Regions from separate parts of the Macaca fascicularis genome. Here region 1 is linked to region 2. A link is a contact called in public Hi-C data. All regions are on one chromosome and are shown on one strand. Each heading gives the region's core, a stretch centred on a gene start, on an enhancer-like site or on the middle of the called end of the contact. The rest is flanking DNA. Distances are from core to core; before and after follow the strand shown. Region 1 overlaps C19H19orf12 (chromosome 19 C19orf12 homolog). Region 2 holds the start of POP4 (POP4 homolog, ribonuclease P/MRP subunit).

The links. Hi-C and Micro-C count contacts between places; a contact is called where the count stands out from the background.
Region 1: a Hi-C map of liver shows a contact between it and region 2, with 3 times the contacts expected there. The contact joins the enhancer-like site here to the promoter of POP4 in region 2. A contact is called at or near these places in 2 of 2 Hi-C or Micro-C datasets (liver and skeletal muscle).

What each region holds. Positions count from the first base shown.
Region 1 is chr19:36,966,116-36,970,394 of T2T-MFA8v1.1, reverse strand. It overlaps C19H19orf12 (chromosome 19 C19orf12 homolog), which reads left to right. Exons shown (of 4, transcript XM_074023093.1): 3 at 2,534-2,703. The coding sequence starts at 2,544. Among named protein-coding and RNA genes, the nearest start is that of C19H19orf12, 15 kb to the left of the region's middle. Within about 2 kb of position 2,299, at least 1 of the 6 cell types and tissues checked has an H3K27ac peak or open chromatin away from gene starts, as enhancers often do. A contact at or near this core is called in liver, where this site is marked.
Region 2 is chr19:36,859,401-36,863,557 of T2T-MFA8v1.1, reverse strand. It overlaps POP4 (POP4 homolog, ribonuclease P/MRP subunit), which reads right to left and starts at 2,210. Exons shown (of 7, transcript XM_065536271.2): 1 at 2,168-2,210.

The sequences.
Region 1 (4,279 bases), core at 1,050-3,549, 110 kb before region 2:
GGACCATGGTGACTGGATAAATCAGGTTCTGCCTTCTGTCTCCGCATTTCCGAGTGGCTTCTGCCTGTTCAGTCGGGACGCTGTTATAATGCCATTTTATCGTTTAGACATTTGTGTGTAAACAAATCTTGACACTGGAATAGTGGAAGGGGGTTCTCTTCTGGGGAGAAGGAGGAGGCATTTGACCTGTCAGCAAGCAAAGGAGCTGGGCAGGACCTGGAAACCAGGAGACCAGGTTTTGGGAGACCCAGAGCACAGGGTAGTCAGAGCAGGGACCCACAGGCCTGAGTGCTCCTCCAGTCCCTTATATGAGCAGGGCTTACAAGGCCTGCCCTCCCACTGCGTCTTATACTTCATGGGGCCAAAAAGACATATCTAGGGGTGCTTGTTTGCAGTTTCTGAATTGGAAGACTGAGTAACGAATGTCAGAGTCCTGGGATTTGCCCTCTTGGGGTCTTGCTGCCCACAGTGAGATCAGAGGAGCACTCTGGGGGCTTGTTGGACATGCAGAATCTTACCCTCCCATACTGGCTGCATCTAACAAGGTTTTCCGTGATTCCTGTGCACTTGTGGAGAACAGGTCTAATGTGTACCAAAAGGGGAAAAAGAAGGGAAATGGACAGGGGCAGGAGCGCAGGATGCTCTCCTGGGACTGCAGAGAAGTTCTGAGAACCTGACTTTGTGGTCTTCTCATGGATTCATGGGTTTGTTCTCTGGGCTCAAAATTATATCCTAGGATTGGGAGAGCAATTGTACAGTAGGGACTCCTGCTTCTGGATCTTCCTTGGGTCAGAAAAGCACACATGTCTGGGTGTGGTGGCCCATGCCTGTAATCCCAGCACTCTGGGAGGCTGAGGCAGGAAGATTGCTTGAGCTCAGGAAGTCAAGACCAGGCCGGGCAATACTGCGAGACCCTGTCTGTATGAAAACAAAAAATTAACTGAGCGTGGTGTTGCATGCCTTTAGCCCCCGCTACTCAGGAGACTGAGGTGGGAGGATCACTGTAGCCCAAGAGTTCAAGGCTGCAGTGAGCCATGATCGCACCACTGCACACCAGCTTGGTCAACAAGAGATACTGTCTCTGAAAAAACAAACAAACAAACAAACAAAAAACCCTCATATAACATATAACCCAAAGATATTAAGGTCAAATGTAGTGGCTCACGCCTGTAATCCTAACACTTTGAGAGGCTAAGGCAGGATCCCTTAAGCCCAGGAGTTCAAGACCAGCCTGGGCAACATAGTAGGCATTTCTACTAAGAATAAAAATAAAATTAGCTGGGCGTGGTGATTGCACACCTGTAGTCCCATCTACTCAGGAGGCTGAGGTGGGAGGATCGCTTGAGCCCAAGAGGTCAAAGCTGCAGTGAGTTGTGATTGTGCCACTGCACTCCAGCCTGGGCAACAAAGCAAGACCCCATCTCAAAAAACAAAAAAAGATAATAAACAATAGAATCTATCCATAACTTCCTCAGTCGAGTTGCTGTAGCACCTGTTTCAATATTTCCACCTAGAATGAAATGGGAAGTGCCGGTGAGAAAGGGAAGTACTGCTGGAGCGTTGGGCTCAGCCAGAGCTCTGAGGAGATCCCCCAACTCGTGGCCCCTTTGATTTTCTCAGCCCTTGGGCTCTCTAGAGCCCATCCCTCCCTGCTCTGGCTCCAGCGTGGCACACGTTTTCCCTACCCTGGAGGATTGTGCTAAAGGTCATTGTGCCGAAGGTCCACTTGCCCGTCCATGTTTCTGTCCATACATATCGCAAAGCCTGGGAATGCTTTCATGTATTTTATTCTGCAGTTGCTTTGTCTCCCTGCTTTGTCTTGTCCCTGCTTTTAGTGTCCCATGGGTACAACTGTGTTGACTTTTAAGAGCAGTTGCTTAAGGCAGCCCAGTGTGTGCGTTAGTAACTGTTCGTTCAGAGCCATGCTGGGTCGGGAGCCTGCAGGCTTCCAGACTTATGCCAGGCGCTTCCTGCCCATCCTGCTGGCACCATCTGAGAGTCCAGCCTGCAGGGACTGTCTCGGTCTTAGAAGGAAGGTATCTGATCCTCTGCTCAGGGCCCACCGGAGGTGAGTGCCCGTGTAGTCACAGAGTCCCATCCCTTCCCCGGCTCTGGCTTGGCCTCAGCTCAGATGCCTCATGCCAGGATTTCCCAGTCTCTGCTGGACTTTGTGTGCAGGGCATTCCCCGGGCCAGTGCAAAGGCCACTGATGCCAGAAGGGTCAGACCACCTCCCTCGTGATGAACCAGCAGAACATGTGGCCGGGTTGCTCCTTAATCTGTTCTAAGTCAGAAGTTAATCAGAGGGCAAAGAAGACCTTTCACCCACTCAGCCGCTGCTGTTTGCTTATTCACTAACTGCCGCCTGCCCTGTCTGTGGGAACTTTCCACCGTCTGGATGCTGTCTCATACAGGCGCTTGGAGCTGCTGTGCTCTCCTGAAAAGGGGGACCCTTCCTTACAACTCTAGGAACTAGAGTGGCATTAATACTCTTACGCTCATTAAAACTGTCCCTCTGAACTTCTCCCTTGAAGGCCCGCCACGATGACCATCATGGTGGAGGACATCATGAAGCTGCTGTGCTCCCTTTCTGGGGAGAGGAAGATGAAGGCGGCTGTCAAACACTCTGGGAAGGGTGCCCTGGTCACAGGGGCCGTGGCCTTCGTCGGGGGTTTGGTGGGCGGCCCGCCGGGACTCGCTGTTGGTAAGTGCAGGTGTCTCACAGAGACTGCCAGCCTCGGGGATGTCATAAAAGGGCCGTTGAAACACAGGGAGAAGGCCAGGTGCGGTGGCTCACACCTGTAATCCCAGGACTTTGGGAGGCGGAGGCGGGTGGATCACCTGAGGTCAGGAGTTCGAGACCAGCCTGGCCAACATGGTGAAACGCTGTCTCTACTAAAAATACAAAAAATAGCTGGGCGTGGTGGCGCATGCCTATAATCCCAGCTACTCGGGAGGCTGAGGCAGGAGAATCGCTTAAACCCGGGAGGCAAAAGTTGCGGTGAACCAAGATCGTGCCATTGCACTCCAGCCTGGGCGACAGAACGAGATTCCATCTCAGAAAAGGAAAAAAGAAAATAAACACAGGGAGAAATGAACTCGTACGAGTGGTGGCATGCATCTCGTGGGAGGAGTTGGTGGAGCTAAGTTTGCCTCTGAGAAATGTTCTTTGCAGATATAATTCGTCCGTTGGAAATGCAAGCTTCTGTGTGAATGTCTCAGAAGTGTGGGGCACTCTTGAAAATGGCATCTGTGTCATTTGGGCCTAGAGGCACCTTTTCCCCAGTGCTAGGATCCCCGAATAAGAGCAGCAGGCCTCTGAAGATCCCAGGGTGTCCTGGGTCCCATGGTGGCCTCCCTCACCCTGATCATGACTGCAAGGTCCCTGCAGAAAGGAAACCGGGGAGGAGGCTGGGAGGGGCCATGCACCTTCTTAGCACATGCGGTGTGGCCATTTCATGTGAGCGGGCTCGTTCTGAGAGAGCTCCCCTGTTCTGAAAGAGACTACCCAAAGAACGGCCTTTCACCCCTAGAGGGCCTGCCCACCTCTACCACCTGCTTTTTTTCTTTCTTTTTTGAGACGGAGTCTCACTCTGTCGCCCAGACTGGAGTGCAGTGGCATGATCTCGGCTCACTGCAACCTCTGCCTCGCGGGTTCAAGTGATTCTCCTGCCTCAGCCTCTTGAGTAGCTGGGACTACAGGTGTGCGCCACCACACCCAGCTAATTTTTGTATTTTTAGTAGAGACGGGGTTTTGCCCTGTTGGCCAGGCTGGTCTCAAACTCCTGGCCACAAATGATCCACCCGCCTTGGCCTCCCAAAGTGCTAGGATTACAGGCATGAGCCACTGTGCCTGGCCATTTACCACCTGCTTTTATTTGAAAATCAATTTCTGGCAATGAATGAAAGTTTGGCTCATTTTTCCACTGTTCCTTGCAGCTAGGATGAAGTGACTTTCTTTGGCTTGGGGAAGGAAGAATTCCTGTGTCCTGAGCCTCAGAAGGTCTACCTGCCCTGGGGCTGTGGCTCAAACCATAGATGGAGTCAGAGAGCTGACCCTCCTTCAGACCTGAGCTGGGCAGTGGCCAAGCGAGGCCTCCTGGGGGCTTCTAGGTGGCTTCAGGGACCTGCTTCTGTTTAACAGGGATTCTTATGATGACTGCATTTGTCACATCGGGCATGGCAGATATGTGCCACGTGCCTGCTCTGTGCTGGCCAGCCTGAGCTGGGGACACGGGGCCTGGAGAGCTTACCATCTGGTGGAGATCCCTGCTGTGTGG
Region 2 (4,157 bases), core at 961-3,460:
ACCTGTAGTCCTAGCACTTTGGGAGGCCAAGGCGGGTGGATCACCCAAGGTCAGGAGTTCGAGACCAGCTTGGCCAACGTGGTGAAACCCCGTCTCTACTAAAAATACAAAAATTAGCCGGAGGTGGTGGCTCACACCTGTATTCCCAGCTACATGGGAGACTGAGGCAAAAGAATCGCTGGAACCTGGGAGGTGGAGGCTGCAATGAGCCGAGATCGTGCCATTGCACTCTAGCCTGGGTGACAGAGACTCTGTCTCCAAAAAAAAAAAGTAAAAGAACTACACTTATAACATATGCTTATTCATATTCAGAGATAGGAGATCAGGTTGGTAAGAAGAGCAAAGCTTTCTTGGATGCCTCTTATCCCACCCTCTGGCCACATCTATGCTAGAAGTTTCAAGCTCATGGTTTAAAAAGAGTGCTTCTCAAAATTTAACGTGTGGAAAAATCTCTGGGATCTTATTAAAATGCAGATTATTGGTCTCCTACCCTAGATCCTGAGTGTCTAACATATTCCCAGATGCTACTGCAGGTCAGGGGATCACATTTTGAGTTGCACTGGTTTAAAGTATCCCAAGTTAGAAGCCCGAGCCCTTGCTAACGAGGTAACTCATTTAAAAGTTATATGATATAGCTGTCTAGGATGTAGATGGTTAGAAATAGGTTTTGTTAACTGTAAGATGTTTAAAAAGATTCTTCACATTTTAATATGAAATTATAATGTATCATATAATCAAGGGTGTCCTGAACTGATGAAATACAACAGTTCTTCCTTTAAACTCAAAATATACATCAGTCAATAAAGTTTCAACCTCTAAAACAAATTCCACACTTCTGTTTCTTAATTTATTGAAAGAAGAAAACCATGGCACTGGGGACACAGTACAGGTGTGAATGGAGTAAGAATGGGACTACTAAGGCCTGGTTTATGAGCTAAATAGCTAGAAAATGTAATTTACACTATACTCTGTAAATTTAATTCCAGCTTTCTTGTACTTCCCTGAGAATGTCTGATGCAAGGTGGTTACAAGTTTTTTTTCGTTCTTGTTTGTTTTGATATTGGGTCTTTCTCTGTTGCCCAGGCTGGAGTGCAGTGGCACAATCATAGCTCACTGCAACTTCGACCTCCTGGTTTCAAGTGATCCTCCCACCTCAGTCTCCTGAGTAGCTGGGACCACAGGTGTGTGCCACCACACCTGGCTTTTTTTTTTTTTTTCTTTCCAGGTTTTGTAGAGATGGGGTCTCACTATGTTGCTGCCCAAGCTGGTCTTCAACTCTTGACCTCAAGTGATCTCCCTGCCTCAGCCTCCCAAAGGACTATAGTTGTGTCCCACCACACCCAGCCAGGTATGTTTGTTTGATCAAGCAAACCAATGTGGCTGCAAGTTTTATATACAGCATCTAGTTCTCCCTCAAGCGGAAGTTGGGGATTATAAACTGTAGAGAGCAACTTGAGGGGCCTGATAACTTTGCTTCACCTGTTACAGGTGCTTAGTAACAGACTTGGAAGTCTTTCTGCAACAATACACATCTAACAATTACTGAACACTCATTACTCGCCAGAAACCTCATTAAAAGGTAGACATATTTTTTCCCATCACACTTGTGCCCATGAGCAAATTGAAGCTCCGACATGCTGAGACAATCTACTTGATCATATAGGTACAAAGTGGCAGAGGTGAAAAATCAAAATTCTGATCGAAGGCCCAGTCTTAACGGTGACTACACGTCCCTCCTTGGCACATGTCTTCTACCCCTAAGTCCCAAAGCTCTGGGTTAGTGATATCATTCCCCAGCAGCTCTCGGCGCGTTGCATCAGATAAGAGTGCGAAACCAGCTCGCAGAAAGGAGCAGGGTCTTGACTGCGGTCACCCCGGGAGGTAGTGGCCAAGTTGGGCCAAGGCCTGGAACCCTCCTCTAGCATCGCACACCACTGAGCAGCCCCCGGGAGAACCTGACTCCAGCCCCGACATCCCTCCCTAGCTCAGAGGTCGAGCCAGGCTAACCCGTGTTCCAGCCCTCAGTTTTTATGTAGGGTGGGCCCATTCCTGTAGCGGTTCTTTAGAACTCCGCAGCGACAGGCAGCCCGGACCCATTTCACCCACCAGCACCAGGACCCCGACCCTTAACATCCCCAACCCTCTCTAACTTCGCGGCCCCGCTTACTCTTCATTCTCGGACCGCTTCCGGCGCGCTCTGATGACGCACTGGCAGTTGCTGTCGCAGACTCTCGGATATCGGAGATGGCGCTGTGCGTGACATCACCGACACTCGCCCACCTCGGGGGCGCATGCGCTTGGATAGGGATTGGGCGACTGAGAGCGTCTTAGCGGGTGTCGGGGAGCAGTGGGGAGGCGTGAGTCGCTTCTTGGGGCCTTTTCCGCTTGCATCTTTTTGCGGGACAGTCAGTAGGGTTGGGGTAAAGGCATGTGGAATGCTTTTGAAGGTCCAGAGCGGAGTGAGGCGAGGCGACTTGGAGATGACTGGAAGGTTGGGGACTTGGGAGGGCGGAAATGGGACTGGGACGGTGGGATGACGTCTTTGTCGTCCCTAATCAGCGCTCTTACGGATGAGCCGCGGCAGCTTCCGCTGTGGGCACGGGCACCGAAGCTGGGACAGCAGGCTTAGGTTCTAGTGCCGTGTCTGCTGCTGACTAGCTGTTTAACCTCGCTTAGGGCACTTCCCATCTCTTAAGCCTCACTTGCAGTCTGTGCTGTGAATGGGGTCGGCCGCACAGGTGATGATGCGCCTCCTGGGTCCCTTTGATGGTTTCAAGACGCTTTCTTGAGACTCAGAATATTAGTTTTTATCAATAAAAAAATCATAGCAATAAGATCAAAGGTGGCTCACACCGTGGGAGGCGCAGGCGGGAGGAGCTCTTGAACCCAGGAGTTCGAGCCTGGGCAACATCGGGAGTCCCCCATCTCTACAAAACATTTTAAAAAAGGTTATCCAGGCGTGGTGGCTCGTGCCTGTAGTCCCAACTACTCGGGTATCTGAGATGGGAGGATCACTTGAGCCCAAGAAGTTCAGGGCTACAGTGAGCCTGGATCATGCCACTCCAGCCTGGGCAACAGAGTGAGACCCTGTCTCCAATAAATAAATAAATAAATAAAAAAGATACCCCATTGCTCAGTGGAAAGGTGCAGGAGGGCCTGGTGCAGACTTCTCAGGAGTGACCCAGTGCTGGGCAGAACCGTGGTGCCCCAATTTCTGCTGAGCACTGGGCCTGTGCTGGGTGGGAGAGAAAAGCAAAATTGGTCCCTGTGTGGTTCTCAACTTTGAGTACAGTATACATTTCTTTACAGGGGATTCTGGGAGTATGTCCAAGGGTTTGAGTTTGAGAAACATTGGCTTACAGTTTCTTTGGTGGTTACCTTGTACCATTTTGATTTTAAACATGAGACTGCAGGCACTGAAATTCGTTCATCCCAGTGACCCCCAGCGCATTGACTTTGTATATATAAAATTTACATATTAGTTTTTGCATATGTAATACACTTATGCATTTATTTTATATGTATAAAATTGAGAAATACAACATTTAAACCAAAACATGCTGCCTTTGCAGATGTCTGAAAATTGTAATTTGTGGGACCGATAACGTGAACTACCAAATGAGAACTTTTATTATTTTAAAAATTAACAAGTAAGAATTGTATGTATTTATGGTATGCAGTATGTTTTGAAATGTGTATACATTGTGTAGTGGCTAAATGAGCTAAGAGCAATGCTAATACACATTTTGTGATGATAACACTTCAAACCTACTCTCAGTGAAATTCAGGTTATAAACTGTAATTCACTGTTATTAACTGTAGTCACCATGTTATACAATAGAGCCCTTCACAGATGTGAACTTTAAAATCGAATGAGACAGCAGAAGGTGTTAGCCAATTTCAGAGCTGTATATTCAAGGGGGGGCTTATTTGGGCAAGACCTCTGTGATTATGGATGAATGAGAAGACCTCTGTCTTTGAAAGTTTTTTTCTGGGGTTATTAGGACTCTTAACTTCCAGTTGATTCCTTCTGAGATCCCTGGGTAACTGCCAGTCTCCCCTAGAATTCCCTGATGATGGTGAGGTGGGTTGTCCTTGAGTGGCAATTACTCCATAGTTCCTTCATCACTAAATTTTTTTTTTTGAGACCGAGTCTT